5 separate regions of the Mus musculus genome follow, and regions 2, 3, 4 and 5 are each linked to region 1. The links are chromatin contacts, called in public promoter capture Hi-C maps. All regions are on one chromosome and are shown on one strand. The core of a region is the stretch at or near the end of the contact, and the rest is flanking DNA. Distances in the headings are between cores, read along the strand shown.

The links. Promoter capture Hi-C pulls out the DNA fragments that hold promoters and counts their contacts.
Region 2: a contact with region 1 is called in a promoter capture Hi-C map of the 3T3-L1 cell line, with 6 times the contacts expected there. The contact joins the enhancer-like site here to the promoter of Shox2 in region 1. A contact is called at or near these places in 2 of 39 promoter capture datasets (the 3T3-L1 cell line and embryonic stem cells), 1 of 484 Hi-C or Micro-C datasets (embryonic stem cells) and 2 of 115 datasets of contacts at active chromatin or transcription factors (astrocytes and bone marrow-derived dendritic cells).
Region 3: a contact with region 1 is called in a promoter capture Hi-C map of the 3T3-L1 cell line, with 16 times the contacts expected there. The contact joins the enhancer-like site here to the promoter of Shox2 in region 1. A contact is called at or near these places in 4 of 39 promoter capture datasets (the 3T3-L1 cell line, hippocampal neurons and liver), 1 of 484 Hi-C or Micro-C datasets (adipose-derived mesenchymal stem cells), 3 of 115 datasets of contacts at active chromatin or transcription factors (embryonic forebrain, embryonic hindbrain and forebrain) and 1 of 9 other capture datasets (embryonic stem cells).
Region 4: a promoter capture Hi-C map of cranial neural crest shows a contact between it and region 1. The contact joins the enhancer-like site here to the promoter of Shox2 in region 1. A contact is called at or near these places in 8 of 39 promoter capture datasets (cranial neural crest, embryonic stem cells, frontonasal cranial neural crest and 4 more), 3 of 484 Hi-C or Micro-C datasets (LSK cells, hematopoietic stem cells and nephron progenitors) and 11 of 115 datasets of contacts at active chromatin or transcription factors (craniofacial prominence, embryonic basal ganglia, embryonic forebrain and 7 more).
Region 5: a promoter capture Hi-C map of the 3T3-L1 cell line shows a contact between it and region 1, with 38 times the contacts expected there. The contact joins the enhancer-like site here to the promoter of Shox2 in region 1. A contact is called at or near these places in 15 of 39 promoter capture datasets (the 3T3-L1 cell line, 3T3-L1-derived adipocytes, the C10 cell line and 10 more), 2 of 15 datasets of contacts at CTCF or cohesin (the NIH/3T3 cell line and stem cell-derived epiblast-like cells), 20 of 484 Hi-C or Micro-C datasets (3T3-L1-derived adipocytes, Sertoli cells, adipose-derived mesenchymal stem cells and 14 more), 17 of 115 datasets of contacts at active chromatin or transcription factors (the NIH/3T3 cell line, astrocytes, bone marrow-derived macrophages and 11 more) and 3 of 9 other capture datasets (adipose tissue, embryonic stem cells and macrophages).

The regions. Positions count from the first base shown.
Region 1 is chr3:66,980,402-66,983,101 of GRCm38.p6, reverse strand. It overlaps Shox2 (short stature homeobox 2), which reads left to right and starts at 1,331. Exons shown (of 5, transcript NM_001302357.1): 1 at 1,331-1,891. The coding sequence starts at 1,546. It also overlaps a transcript of Rsrc1 not described here.
Region 2 is chr3:66,207,649-66,210,348 of GRCm38.p6, reverse strand. The region is part of intron 5 of Veph1 (ventricular zone expressed PH domain-containing 1); the gene reads left to right. Among named protein-coding and RNA genes, the nearest start is that of Ptx3, 11 kb to the left of the region's middle. Within about 2 kb of position 1,273, at least 33 of the 459 cell types and tissues checked have an H3K27ac peak or open chromatin away from gene starts, as enhancers often do. A contact at or near this core is called in astrocytes, where this site is marked.
Region 3 is chr3:66,006,487-66,009,186 of GRCm38.p6, reverse strand. No RefSeq gene overlaps it. Among named protein-coding and RNA genes, the nearest start is that of Ccnl1, 50 kb to the right of the region's middle. Within about 2 kb of position 1,371, at least 42 of the 459 cell types and tissues checked have an H3K27ac peak or open chromatin away from gene starts, as enhancers often do.
Region 4 is chr3:66,381,094-66,383,793 of GRCm38.p6, reverse strand. All of the region lies in intron 1 of Gm35184 (a long non-coding RNA gene), which reads right to left. Among named protein-coding and RNA genes, the nearest start is that of Gm35184, 8.1 kb to the right of the region's middle. Within about 2 kb of position 1,298, at least 3 of the 459 cell types and tissues checked have an H3K27ac peak or open chromatin away from gene starts, as enhancers often do.
Region 5 is chr3:66,329,520-66,332,263 of GRCm38.p6, reverse strand. No RefSeq gene overlaps it. Among named protein-coding and RNA genes, the nearest start is that of Veph1, 34 kb to the right of the region's middle. Within about 2 kb of position 1,328, at least 4 of the 459 cell types and tissues checked have an H3K27ac peak or open chromatin away from gene starts, as enhancers often do.

The DNA of each region.
Region 1 (2,700 bases), core at 82-2,581:
AAGCAACATCGGTAATTTTTTCCGCAGAACTCAAAAAGTAGTCATCTTTTGTTTTTCAGAATTAGGAAATCGAACTAGAATGCCCCCCAAGATGCTAAATAATTAAGGGCAGGGTGCAGGGAGTTGTTAGGAAAAGGAGTAAGAACCCTTAGACCTCATAGAGAAAATCGAAATGGAACTGCGCCTGACCGGGCTGTAAGAAAATACCTTAAGACCGAATCTGGCAGAGAACAGCTGCTCAGGAAACAAGTTAAATCGACCAACCCCTTCTAGCGGGATGTGTCTTTATGGGAGTCAGCTTTGACTCCAAAGTAGTAGAGTGAATTACAGGGACCAGTACTCAGTGAGGCTGGCTGCGCGTTCGGAAGATCCTAAAAGGAGGTGAAGCCTTCCGAGGTGCTGCAATGAAGCCCCATTCGCAGCAGGCGCGTGAAGACCGGATGCACCGCTGTGCAGCTGCAGCGGCTTGGAGCAAGAAAGGGTGCAGGAACGGAATACTGGAATGGTTGCTAGGCCTATTAACCATAGAGAGCCCGATACTGGGCCAGAGACCAGGGGTCATCATTGTAGGGTCGAGCAGTTGGGATGCCCACCCAGAGCGAGGCTGTAGGGTCGGGTACTCTCTGAGGATACCCACTGACTCTGATTGCAATGCACTTGTCAGTTTCCTCTTGGCCCCGCCTCCGAGAAGTCTATCCAGTTCCCCAGTGTTTTACTAAGTCGTGACACCAACGCAAAATCCACGCTTAATTAAATTAATTAGGGATTCTTGTCAATCCTGGATTAATGGCCAAGAGCACCAGCGGCCGAGGCTATCAGAAAACCCGACCGCTGAGGACCTGCCTCCTCTCCCCGCCCCCTCTGGTCCCCTGCTTGCCCTCCCTCTCCAGCCCGGTGGACTCCAGCCTGGATCCTCCATCCTCAATATTCATATTCATATTCTCTCTCTCTCTCTCTCTCTCTCTCTCTCTCTCTCTCTCTCTCTCTCTCTCTCTCTCTCTCTCTCTCGTCCCCACTCCCTCTCCTCCCCACCCCAGGTAGTGGCGCTCCTGCTACCCGCGAAGGGGTTCACTAGGAGTTGCGAGGGGAGGTAATTTACTCAGAACAAGAGGCCCGCCTTTAGGAAGTATAAATAGTGAGACTTCAAGAGCTGCGTCGCTATCAGATCTGAACTCTCCGCAGGAAGAATTGTCAAAGATCTTAACATTGAACACGCGCACTCCGGCAGGGAAGCATCAGTTCCCATTTCCCTCTGGCGGCCCCCGCCCCTTCCCTCCTCCCCCCTCTCCCCCTTTACCCCCTCCTTCCTCCTCCTCCTCCTCGTCCTCCTCCTCCTCTTACTTCTTTTTCTCCTTCTACTTCTCCTCTTCTTTCTTCTCCTCTTTTTCTTCTTCCTCCTCCTCCCTCTCCTCCCCCATCCCCCTGCCCCATTGATGTGTTATTATTGGGGGGGCTGGAGCAGTAAAAAAAGAAGGAGGAAAAAAAGAGCGGGGCTCGGCAGGGAGAGCTTGAGCGCGAGGTTGACCGGCGGCGGCAGCGGCCGCGATGGAAGAACTTACGGCGTTCGTCTCCAAGTCTTTTGACCAGAAAGTGAAGGAGAAGAAGGAGGCCATCACGTACCGGGAGGTGCTAGAGAGCGGGCCGCTGCGCGGGGCCAAAGAGCCCGGTTGCGTCGAGCCGGGCCGCGACGACCGCAGCAGCCCGGCAGTCCGGGCGGCCGGCGGAGGCGGCGGCGCGGGAGGAGGCGGAGGCGGAGGCGGAGGAGGCGGAGGAGGTGCTGGAGGAGGAGGAGCAGGCGGAGGAGCTGGAGGAGGGCGCTCTCCCGTCCGGGAGCTGGACATGGGAGCCGCGGAGCGGAGCAGGGAGCCCGGCAGCCCGCGGCTGACGGAGGGTAACGGCCTGCCCCCGGCCGCGGTTCCCCTTACTGCCTTCCCTTATCCTCGGGGCGGGAGAGGACCCGGGACCCGAGCGGGAGGAGGGCGGCATCGCAGAGGGCCCTGGACCCCAGCTTTGGGAGATACCGGGATAGTGGAGGGGTAGGAGGCCAGACTGCTCCGTCGTGGGTGGGGTCCTCGCGTGGGGGAGGGCGTGGGGTTTCGCGCACCCTTCTCTGTCGCTCCGGTTGCACCGAAATATGTTTTTCGCGAGCGGGAGGATGGGGCCGCGCTGCGGGACGGCGAAGTTTGTGTGGCCCGCGGCGAGAAGGGGTGCGGCAGGGGCTCACTAGGAGGCCGGTTGTAACTAGCCCGTAGTCCCGAGTTTGCCAGAACCCCTTTCCTAAGCCTAAAGGAGAGAAGGGGAGGGGAGAGAAAGAGGAGAGCCACACGACATTGCCCTTCTTTAGATTTGCCATCAAAACCACTGTAACTCTGCAAAGCCCCCAAATCTCCGGATCTTGGGGACCAAACTTCACATTCTTACTGAACAGTTAAGGTAGGAGCCAGCCAAAGGTCCAGGCCAAGGTGATTCCCTCTCGGTGGAGGAATTGAGGAGTAGAGGGTGGGGGACGACGACGAGGACACTACATACACAATTTCTTTACTGGCTAGAATCGTGCAGTACTTTAGGAGAGAGAGAGAAAGAGATGGAGAGAGAGAGAGAGAGAGAGAGAGAGAGAGAGAGAGAGAGAGAGAGAGAGAGACTTTTGGAGAGAGCAGTGTTAGAAAAAGGCTTTATCTAACCGGTGAAGCGTCCATCAAC
Region 2 (2,700 bases), core at 24-2,523, 770 kb after region 1:
CGTACTGGAATACTTTGTCCTAGCTGGTGGTGCTACTTCAGAATGTTGCAGCTATAGGCCACTAAGGACAGTCCTCTGGGGGTTACATCTGCTTCGTGGTCTTCCATGATGTGAGAAACCCCAGTAGGGACTGAGCCTCCCAAACCACGCTTTCCACTCCATGATGGTCTGAAATCTTTGAAAGCAGAAGTTAAAGCAAACCCTCCCTCACATTTCTTCTGATGTTTTTCTTGTTGGAATAGCGACTAAAACAGAGGTCATTAGTGATATCTCTAATGAGTGTACTACCCTGGGATGGTTGGTTGGTTGGTTGGTTAGTTGGTTGGTTGGTTGGTTGGGTTTGTTTTGTTTGTTGAATGCAAACTCATCACCTACCCTCTGAGACCAGTGAGAGAACATGACTTTCAGGACTGGTCAGCAGTGTGCCTAAAAAACAAACAAACAAACAAGCAAACAAACAAACAAAACCTCTTCCTGGGCTGGAGAGATTGCTCAGTGGTTAAGATCACTGACTGCTCTTCCAAAGGTCCTGAGTTCAATTTGCAGGAACCACATGCTGGCTCACAGCCATCTGGAATAAGATCTGCTGCCCTCTCCTGGTGTGTCTGAAGACAGCTACAATGTACTCACATAAATAAAATAAATAAATCTTTAAAAAACAAACAAACAAACAAACAAACAAACAAAAAACCCTCTTCCTTGGACCATGATATAGTTCAGGGATAAAGTGTGTCTCTTGTTAACCCTTCTTTTCCCATAAAAGGAGGCCTCATTCAAGACCCCATAGAGACAATTTCTCTACACAAAGCTTATGATTAATGAATCTAAGCATCTACACACTTGTAAGCTCAAAGATGTACATGGGTGGTCAGGCAAGTCCTCAACCTTCATCAATAATACTGGGTATGATTCTTTAAAGAACACTATTCTTCTCAGATAGAGAGGCCATTCCTGGTTAGTGACTCACGGTCAGCATCCCCAGGGGAACTGCAGGATCCATTTATAGGAAAAGTCTGTGTGGTCAGTTTTCCAAGTTGCCTTTATAAGAATAAAGTCAGTGTTTTCTTGGCTGCCATGGGACATCCTGGGTCTAGCTAGCAAATAGAACAGAATTTATTAATGTGTGTGCATACATGTTATTAGCCCCAGGCATGGGCTTCTGGCCCCAGGCATGCAAAGATGAGTGACAGAGAGAGGCAAGTGAAAGTCTTCCCTCCTCACTCTTCAGACCCAGAGGAACTGGTCATTTCCTGGGTTTCACACAACAGAGTAGAACATTCCTATTCTTGTGCCAAATCTTACAACACCGCATACATCATCCACCAGGCCAGTCGCCATGCCCACAATGCCCAGGGGTCATTTGGCATAATTACTTGAAGTCATTTACAAAACATGAAGAAGATTGAGCAAAGGAATAGAGAGACGCTTTAGAAGCAGTCTGCACAGCAGAACCTCTTTACCAGAACATCAGTGTGGAGGAAATAAGTCATAAACAAAAGGAATGGCAGTCATTTTCAAAGATTTCTAGAAATTAATGAAGTCTGGATTAACTAGAAAAATTTGCCAGAGGACTAATTTAAGTGGTAGTACACCACACCACACACACGCACGCACGCACGCACATTGCCTTCTACTTAATATACAGGTCTTGAAATGTCAATAATTTTCAGATGACTCTGTTCTTAAGGTACCCTTGGCTTTGCAGAGAGGTATCCACAAACTTTCAACTCTGTGGTGAGGCCACATTATGAACTGCTATGAGGGGGTGGAAAGAAAAACGACTAGTGTCCAGGAAGGACCAGAGAGCTCAAGGCTGAGGTTCACTCCAGCTGTTTGCTTTGGACAGTTTTGTTCATGCTTCCTCTTCTTGAGCCCCACCTTAAACCCACCCCTCACTAAATACAGTCCAGGACACTAGAGCCTAGGAATTTTCCTAGACACCCTAAGCCTGCCCCTGATGCTTCTGCACGGTTGGGTCCGTTCATTCCAACACAAGCCACTCTAAGAGTATGACTGACTAGAGCCCTTCTGAGTCATTTGCTTGCTTATTTTACATTAAAAAAATTGGGATTCGGGAATCGATAAAAAGGAATGGGTTTATTTGCAGTTTAGGTCAGAACTAAAGAGCAAAAGTTCTTAGTTTTCTCTACCTTTCCTATTGCAATTGTACAATTTATCGTAGGAAATGTGGAACAAAGGCCAGAAAGTGCTTGTAAGTAGATTTAGCTGTGAGATGAGCTGTCAGAACTGTGAGAAATTTCCCTGAGGGGATCCCCTCCTGGAAACAGGGCTTCAAGCTATTCTCATTCTTAACATATATTATGGAGAATTTTTTTTTTTTAGGATCTACATTACACTGTTAAGTGACCTCATATTCCTGAGAGGTTGGTTAAATTAGCCTGGGATAGCCAGGTGGAACAAGGTAAGGGTAGAAAGAAAGGGGGTTGAGTCATCTCTCTCTACTTCATATAAGCTAAGCAGGGCAGAGATTCAAAATCAAAACTAAGCATCTCAGATTGTTGCGAGGCTCATTTACCAGGCAGAAGGATTATATCTTAAAGGGCTGCTGAATATTTGGGTATCTGGTTGCAGGATGCTAGCCCAGGCCCTCTGTCTATAAGGTGGGCAGAAGGTCAAATGAGGAAGCAGATACTTCCTTCTGCTTTCACCAAAGCAGTGGGTACCAGGAAGTTTGGCCTT
Region 3 (2,700 bases), core at 122-2,621, 970 kb after region 1:
CACAATTTTGAAAGAGAGGGGAAATAAGAGAAAGAGACACCACTTCCAAGCCAGGCTTAGCATGCCTGTAATGCCATCACTCAGAGGCTGCAGAATTCCAGATCCACTTTGACACATCGTCTCAGGGGAAAAAAAAATAGAATTAAGTAACAAAGAGAAACCACTACTTTCAAATCTACATATGGGTAACCTACAGAATTTGACAGAAGAGGCAGTGCATATGAGAAATTCAGAAACTGTCTCCCCTACTTCTCCACATAGAAAAAAAAATCCCAAAAAAATATAAACTTACCATTTCCTACTTCTCATAATTCTATGACATTTTCCCACTGCCTAGTTCTGAAATTCAATCCTTCAGAATTCCTAGTGTGTCCCACATGGTTGAATGGAATGTTCAGCATTTTTTTATATAATGCCTCATTAGGCAAGAAATCAACCAAAATAGGCATTTATGATGGTCTCAAAGTGCTCTCATTTTAAGTAAATACACACACTACACATTTTAATAAACCAAACTTGTAAGCACAGCTATTCCAGAGTAGCCACAGGAGACGGGTTCCAGGACCCCTGTGGAGTCCAGAGGCCACAGATGCTCAAGCCCCAGACATTAAATGCTGTGGTGTTTGAACAGAATCTATGTACCTCCTCCTGCCTACTTTAAATTATCCTCAGGTTCCTTCTAATAGCTAATGCAATAGAAGTCATCCATTATACTGTATTCTTTAGAGAATAATGATGAAGAAATGTCTACACAAGTTTAGTGCACACACAACCGTAGCAAGTCATGACTACACAGTATTCAAGCCACCACTGATCGATTCTGCAGATATTGAAACCCTAGAGTTTAAACAAGCTTGGAACACTGATGTCTAGCCAATGTATTGCAAAAGGCAGTGAGGCCTAAATCTGAAGACAAATAAACTGGGAGGTGGCTGAAATCATTATAACTAGAGGTTGGCTTTCTGTTTAATGAAGTAAATTGTCTGAAGAAAGAAATGGAACGTGGTGAGGTAGAGCCTGACTCATGGACACTTACACCAGCCACTTGTGGTGTTTGCTAGTTAACTGAAGCCAGAAGTGACAAATCCCAGGAAAGGCTAAAGGTGGTTAAAACATGTAGGAGGACTGACAATTAATGAGAAAAGAGAAAAGAAATGGGTGTTATACCACCTAGAAAGAAAACAATAGAACTAGAGGCTGATTCATAATAAATTTCAATTTACAAAAGTATTGAGGAGCCAGGGACAAACTCCTCACCCGTGGAACCAGCAGGGATGTTGTCAATTTCAACACAAGAAACTAGACTCAAAACAAACTTCATGATAATGGGAATCTGGCAACTTGTAGCCTGGATGACTAGAGTATGACTCATGTGACCACTTGAAGCCAGCTTGGGAACACTGAAGCACAGAATGAACATGGGAAAGCAAGTCCAAAAGGGTGGAATGGAGATGGATTCCCTGAGAGGACTCCTGAGGAGATATGGCAGGTGTCTCCTGGCCTGACCTGGAGTAGACTTTCTGAGGTGCCTCCTAACTCCACTAGTTCTTCCAAAGACAAGGCTGGAAGCAAGCTGCTTTGCCCCAGTGTGTCCTCAGTTCTCTCCTCCCCCACTTCCTTCTGCACACACACCCTGTTCTAACTACTCCTTCCTTCCTTCTTCAGCACCTTAAATGTCTCTTTTTATCTCCCCTTCCTTTCTCCCATTCAAACACCAGTTTTCAGCCTCTTTCTCTTCCCACCCAGGCACTATGATGAGATGGAGATACAAAAACACTCATGATAAGATTTTATGAAACATTGTAACTAGTACACCAAGAGGATGGCAGAGGATGGCAGCTGTGCTGGCTGGGTTTATGTCAACTTAACACAAGTCAAAGTCATCCGTGAAGGGGGAACCTCAGTTTAGAACAGATCTATAAGATCAAGTTATAGGCAGTTCTATGGGGTCTTCTCTTAATTAGTGATGGCTGGAGAAGGCTCAGCCTGTAGTATCCAGCTTGGGCTGGTGATCTATAAGAAAGCAGGCTGAACATGCCATGGGGATGTAGCCAGTAAGCAACATTTCTTCCATAACCTCTGCATCAGTTCCTGTCTTCTGGTCCTGCCCTATTTGAGTTCCTGTCCTTACTTCCTTCAGGGATAAGCAGTGATGGAGAATTGTAAGCCAAATAAACCCTTTCCTCCCCAAGTTGTTTTTGGCCATGGTGTTTTATTGTAGCAATGATTACCTCAACTAAAATAGTAACAATGTATCTTTCTATAAATGATACAAATTCCCATGCAGCCTCCTATTCCCACCTTTGAAGATAGTAGGATCCAATGAGATGAGAGAAGGATTAACTTGCCAGTTAGGAGACAATCAGTGCCAAGGCATGGTAGCACACACGTGTAATCCCAGCACTCAGGAGGCTGAGGCAGGAAGATCGTAAATTCCAGGCTAGTCTTTATTTAAATATCCTCTTCCAAACACATACACAGACAAATCACAATTTAAACTCCTCTAAGGCTCTTCTCTTTTCCTTCACAGATAAGGGCTGTCATATGTGGAAGGGGTTATATATCTCTGATGATGTGACTAAGGGAGACAATTACTCCAGTGCTATTAGAGATGTCCCCAATGCAGTTGGTGGATCTTGCCAGTGGCATTTAGCAAGTTCCTTTTTGGAAAAGTTGGGGGCTTCAAGGGTAATTGATCTA
Region 4 (2,700 bases), core at 49-2,548, 600 kb after region 1:
ATCAGCATGGCAACCACTGTGACACCTTTGTACTAAAGCCTGCCATTTTTCCAGCAGTGCAGAGAGATAAGTAGTCTCTGCCTTTTGTGGCATGTACACACTTCATGCATAGCCTTGTCTGTGGTAACAGGGCCCTGAGTAGTAACACAGGATAAACACACATTAATATATATATCCTTCAGCTTTTGAAAACAGAACCCCCCCATCTTTTCACCCATTCTTCTGTGTTACCATCTCTGTCATCATTTTGAAGTTGTATATATGATGCATTTGGAAGCACAGATGAACTTCTGTGGCAAAACACAATGTGCCCATCAATATTTTTTTCTTGATCATTCCTTTTTAAACTATTTATATGAGAGTGTCGAGGATTTCCAAACAGGCTTATAGGAAAAGGCTAAGTAGCTGGCTTGATGCCTTTTAATTAAATGAAGCCGAGGCCCTTCTGTAGGGTGAAGTAGCAGAATGAAGTTAGGGAGACCATAGGGCTGGTATGTGCATCGCAAGCTTAGGTGAGTGAACTTGATTTCTAGCAATAAACATTCTATCAAATTCAATTTCCTTCCACAAACTTATGGTGAGTAAATGCAATTTCCCATTCCAAGCAAGCATGTCTCTGAGATTAAGGTGATAGTCTGTAGGAGATAACCATAAAAGTTTAAAGCCATTATTTCCCCCAACAAAATTATTACAAACCAGGAAGGAAATAATTTCATGAACAAGATACAGAGTAGACATAAACACTGGGGAAAGAACTTCAATTCTAACCTTGCTATTTATGTTTTTGGTATTTTCTTAAGTAAGCGTATTATATAATTTTCACTATCCAACTTAAGATCTTTCTGGCTATCTCAGTTCTTTGTATTTGCCACACGGAGTCAGTTTTTCTTTAAAGCATCAAAGACAGCGGTGTCCAGACTTTGGTCATCACTTCAGCTAAGGCTAAATCATGCAAAGTCTTACTTTCTCTTCTAAGTTCCCTGTCCCAGCTTGTCGCCTCTGGGACAAGCAAAGGTGCCTAAAAGAATAGCCTAGGGGGATTCTATAGTTATTTCAAAACTCCAACTCCCTAAAGCAGCTAAAACACTTGTGCATAAATCATGTAGCACATTTGCAAAAACAGTTGACTGTGTTAGCACTAGGTTTGCTTCGCAGACATTAGGAAAGAGTCCCAGTGACAGAGGGAGGGAGGGAGATGCTGGAGACTTTGGCAGTGGGGGCTTGAAACAGCAAGCCCGTGGCGATGTGATGACCTGGTAATAGGAGAAAGTCATTCTTCTCTTCTGGACAGAGCCTAGGGAATGGCCAGGTCTCTGGGTAAAAGGGGCTGCCTCTTACAGCAACAAATTTGCTAGAGGAAGCACACAGCTTACCCTCGTGGAGGGCAGGGAGGAAACAGCAGACTCATCCTCTCCTGCTGGGGAGATGCATGGACATGAGTGGCGGCCACAGAGACCTTGCAGTGGCATATGGAGTATGGAATGACAGGAAGGATCATAAAGGAAAGACCTTTCTGTAGATGCCAGCAGAAACGATGGTAATTCAGATCAGATGACAGCCTCCCTCCCCGCCCCCATGCCTTTCTATGATTTAAATTTCCAATAACTCACTGCAGCCCTTGGGAAAGAGATGGGAAATACTCTTTATTGACTAGTACTAAGATTTAGTCACCTAACAAAATGGGAAATAGAAATTAAATTATAGCAAAATAAAGTCCATTTCCAGCACACCTAAATTTATGGACAATATTCCCATCGGCTATATTTTTATAGAGAGTTTGGTGTTTTTACTTACTTGCGTTTAATTGGGGGTGGTTCTGGGGCAGAAGTGTGATTTGGTAAACAGGTTGTCTTTTATTCAGGTGGTTTTACCCCTTAGCTATTCCCCCTTAGCTTGGTGTTGAGAACACCAAGAAGAGAAGGTGGTCTTTCAAAAATTAGAACCCATTGCTTCAAGTGGCCATTTGGAAGTTATTAGTTTGAATCTTGGATTTGAAAACACTCTTCCAAAATATGCTAATAAGGTTTGACAAAATTAGGATCGTAAGGATTAAAGGAGAAAAATCTATGGTATCAAATTTAATCTTGCTCTCAGAGCTGTTATAAATATTTAGAAGGTTGAATATAATCAGGGGTTTTTCAACACTAGCTGTACGTTAAATCACCCAGAGTATTTTATGAATAGATATATGCCAGACCCACTGAATCTGAATGTCTCCTGCTTGGGTCTCTATTTTAATGGAGCTGTTTCTGAAAAATGATTTTTTTGAAATGTCACAAGACTCTAGAGCAGTTAACATTAATGGCTGTTTGAGAAACCTCTTCCAATACAACAGGCTACACTCAGGACAACTTCGGAAATAGTCATCCTACACTTATCCAAATGTATTTATTATGCACCAAAGATTTAATAGCCCCATGAGGAGTTAGTGTCTTTCATGCAAGATCAAATGCTCATCTCTGCTTTAATTCGTCAATGTGAATGCTCGGTGAACAAAAACCTGGATTTTTGTTGTAGGTTTTGAACAGCTAAGGGGCAAAACTCCCCACTGCTGAGTTGGTCTGGAACTTTCTTCAGAAGCCCAAACTGAAGCATGCTTTTTTTTTTATGAACTCTGTTACTCACACCATCCACGCCATTCTCCCCTTAGGAGTAAATTATTTCAGGAAGCCTAGACTAACTCTCAGGGAGGGAGGGATG
Region 5 (2,744 bases), core at 79-2,578, 650 kb after region 1:
TGAATGAATTATGGTAAAGCAGTTCACAAACATTATATGGTTTCCTTTTTTTTTAAACTTTTGTTTCCTCTCCGTGAAATAACAATGAGGCACGTAGCTTGAATAAGGTCATTTCTTATAGCAGAATGAAAGCATTAGAGGGACTCTGGTTGTATTTTAGCCTACAGGCAAAACCTCCACAGCTTTATGGTCAGACAGTGCCCCCTTGTGGAAGATGTAAGGTTAGTAGGACTGAACTGCTCTGTGACTGGGATCACTGGCAAAGCTGAAAGAGGCACTAAGCAAAGGTCAAATCCTGAGCCTCTTTGTAAAGAGCGTCCGTCGTGCTGGAAGAAGACACTTTACAAAACAAGGATGGGCGCACAGCCAGATAGGAAGGGGAACTTGGGCCAGTCAAGCTGATGGTCTCGGTTCTAGAAAACTTGACTCACTGAACGATAAAGAGGCACAGCAGAATGGAGAAGGAATGCCTTTGAGCTCAGCCTGTCTGGGTGCAAATCTTAGCTGAGAGTAACTATGACTATAGGATGCTCCGTTGTTGCTCTAAGCTTCGGTCATCCTACCTGTTATCAGATGTCCATTGGTACAGATCAGAAGTATTGTGAGGGCCAAATGAACATGGTGCGCGGAAAGTGTTTTTAGGGCAATGTTTCTAAAAATATCTATTACCTTACCAGAGTGCACTTCAAATCAATGAAAGACACTCAGCTTTTTGTTTTTAAAAATGGCTTTTACATACATGCGTTTCCCAGCCACACAAGAAAACCCATGAAAGTGTGGGACTGGACATGCTAAGCCTTTGTGTAGGACTGTTTGGGAGACAGAAACCAGGTTGATTAGACCTACAAGCATGTGCGCATGCGTGTATCTGGAGCGTATGTAGACTGAGGGAGAAGGCTGGTTAGTGGGTCAACGCACTGTGTCGGGTAAAGGCAGAAATGACAATAATCAGTCAAGGGCCTCAGAAAGGGCTCAGGAGCCATCCTCTGGGAGAACACAAGAGGGTATTCTCAAGCAGCCAGCGCCTCCACTCAAGCACCGACACAGCGCCAATGGGCAAACAAAAGAAAAACAGGAAGACTGTGGGAAGCTTATCTTTTAACTCCCTTAAATGTGCCGCTACCAAGAATAATTCAGGGGTTTAAGAATGTCGAAATGCCCTAAGAATCTCAAGCTGGGGGGAGAAACTCTTGGGCAAGGCAGGCAAGTGGCTTGTGCCTGTGGGCTGAGGGCCTCACCGGTCCTGCCCAACCCTTCAGAGGAAAGCCTGCTGGAGACACACGAACAAATGACTGTACCACAACTCATTCTCACGAAGCCTCCCCAAGTTGGACTTCACGTGCCACTTTCCTAAAAGAGCAATCTGATGGGAAATGACACTACACTTGACTAGCACTTGGAACTCACTCTCCCTTAACCCCCACCCCACAGCTTTAATCACTTGTAAGGAGTGAGTTTTTTTCAGATTTCCCATTTTAATAAAAGGCAGTTCAAGTATCTTGGCCTGGGTCACATGAACTACTGTCTTGCTCTCTGGCTTCTTGCGGCTCCTACCCAGCCAGCTCCTACTTCAAGGTTGGTGACATTTTTTGATGGGTTTCTCTCTCTCTCTCTCTCTCTCTCTCTCTCTCTCTCTCTCTCTCTTACCTGTCAAGCATCAGTGAGAAACCTCAAAAGTGCAGTTAGATTTTGACATATATCTATTTGTGCTCCCGGGCTTTCCGCTGGAACGCCAAGGCCTCCTTCCAAGGTTCTGTTCCTTTGTCCTTATTGTTCCAGCATGTCATCCACTCTGCCTGAGTCAATCTCCTCCCTGTCTGCAGTTACCTCTTTTTACTCTCAGGAAATCATATTTCATGTTTTGCTTCAAAAGTCCTAGGTATTTTAATGACTTTTTTATTCTTCCTTTTTGTCTCTACTTCTTCCTTTCTGCCAAGGCTGGTCCTACCTGTTGGAATCCTGGCCCTCGACTCCTTCCCTTGTGTCCCTGTCTTAGTTAAGGTTTGCATTGCAGAAAGAGACACCATGACCAAGGCAACTCTTACAAAGGACATTTAATTGGGGCTGACTTACAGGCTCAGAGGTTCATTCCATTATCGTGGCAGGAAGCACTGCTGGCAGCTTCCAGGCAGGCATGACCCTAGAGGAGCTGAGAGTTCTACGTCCTCATGCAAAGGAATCCAGGAGCAGACTGTCCTCAGGCAGCAGCTAGGAGGAGGGTCTCAAGGCCCACCCCCACAGTGACACAATTCTTCCAACAAGGCCACACCTCCTCCAACAAAGCCACACCTCCTCCAACAAGGCCACACCTCCTAATAGTGCCACTCCCTGGACTGGGCATATTCAAACTATCACAGTCCTGTTCCATCAAAGGACCCCTCTTAGCCTCATTTATGTGATTTTTCTGTCTTGTTTATGATACTAGCTGTTGTGATTTGAATGTGAAATGACCCCAGAGGCTCTTGTATCTAAACACTTTCTCCACAGCTGGTGGTCCTGTTTGGGAAGGCTGTAGAACATTTCAGGATGCCGAGCCTCCCCTGAAGAATTGTGTTGGTGGAAGTTGGCCTTACGAAATTTGGCAATCCAATTCTTCCTTCTCTTTCAGATTCCTGATACAGATGGCCAGGCTTATCTCCATTGACCACTGCCCTTAAGCATCCGATGGACCTACCTCTCCCGAGCACTTCCTTGGGAATTTCTGCTAGCCTCTATTCAGGACTCATTTTTCCTACCCCTCATGG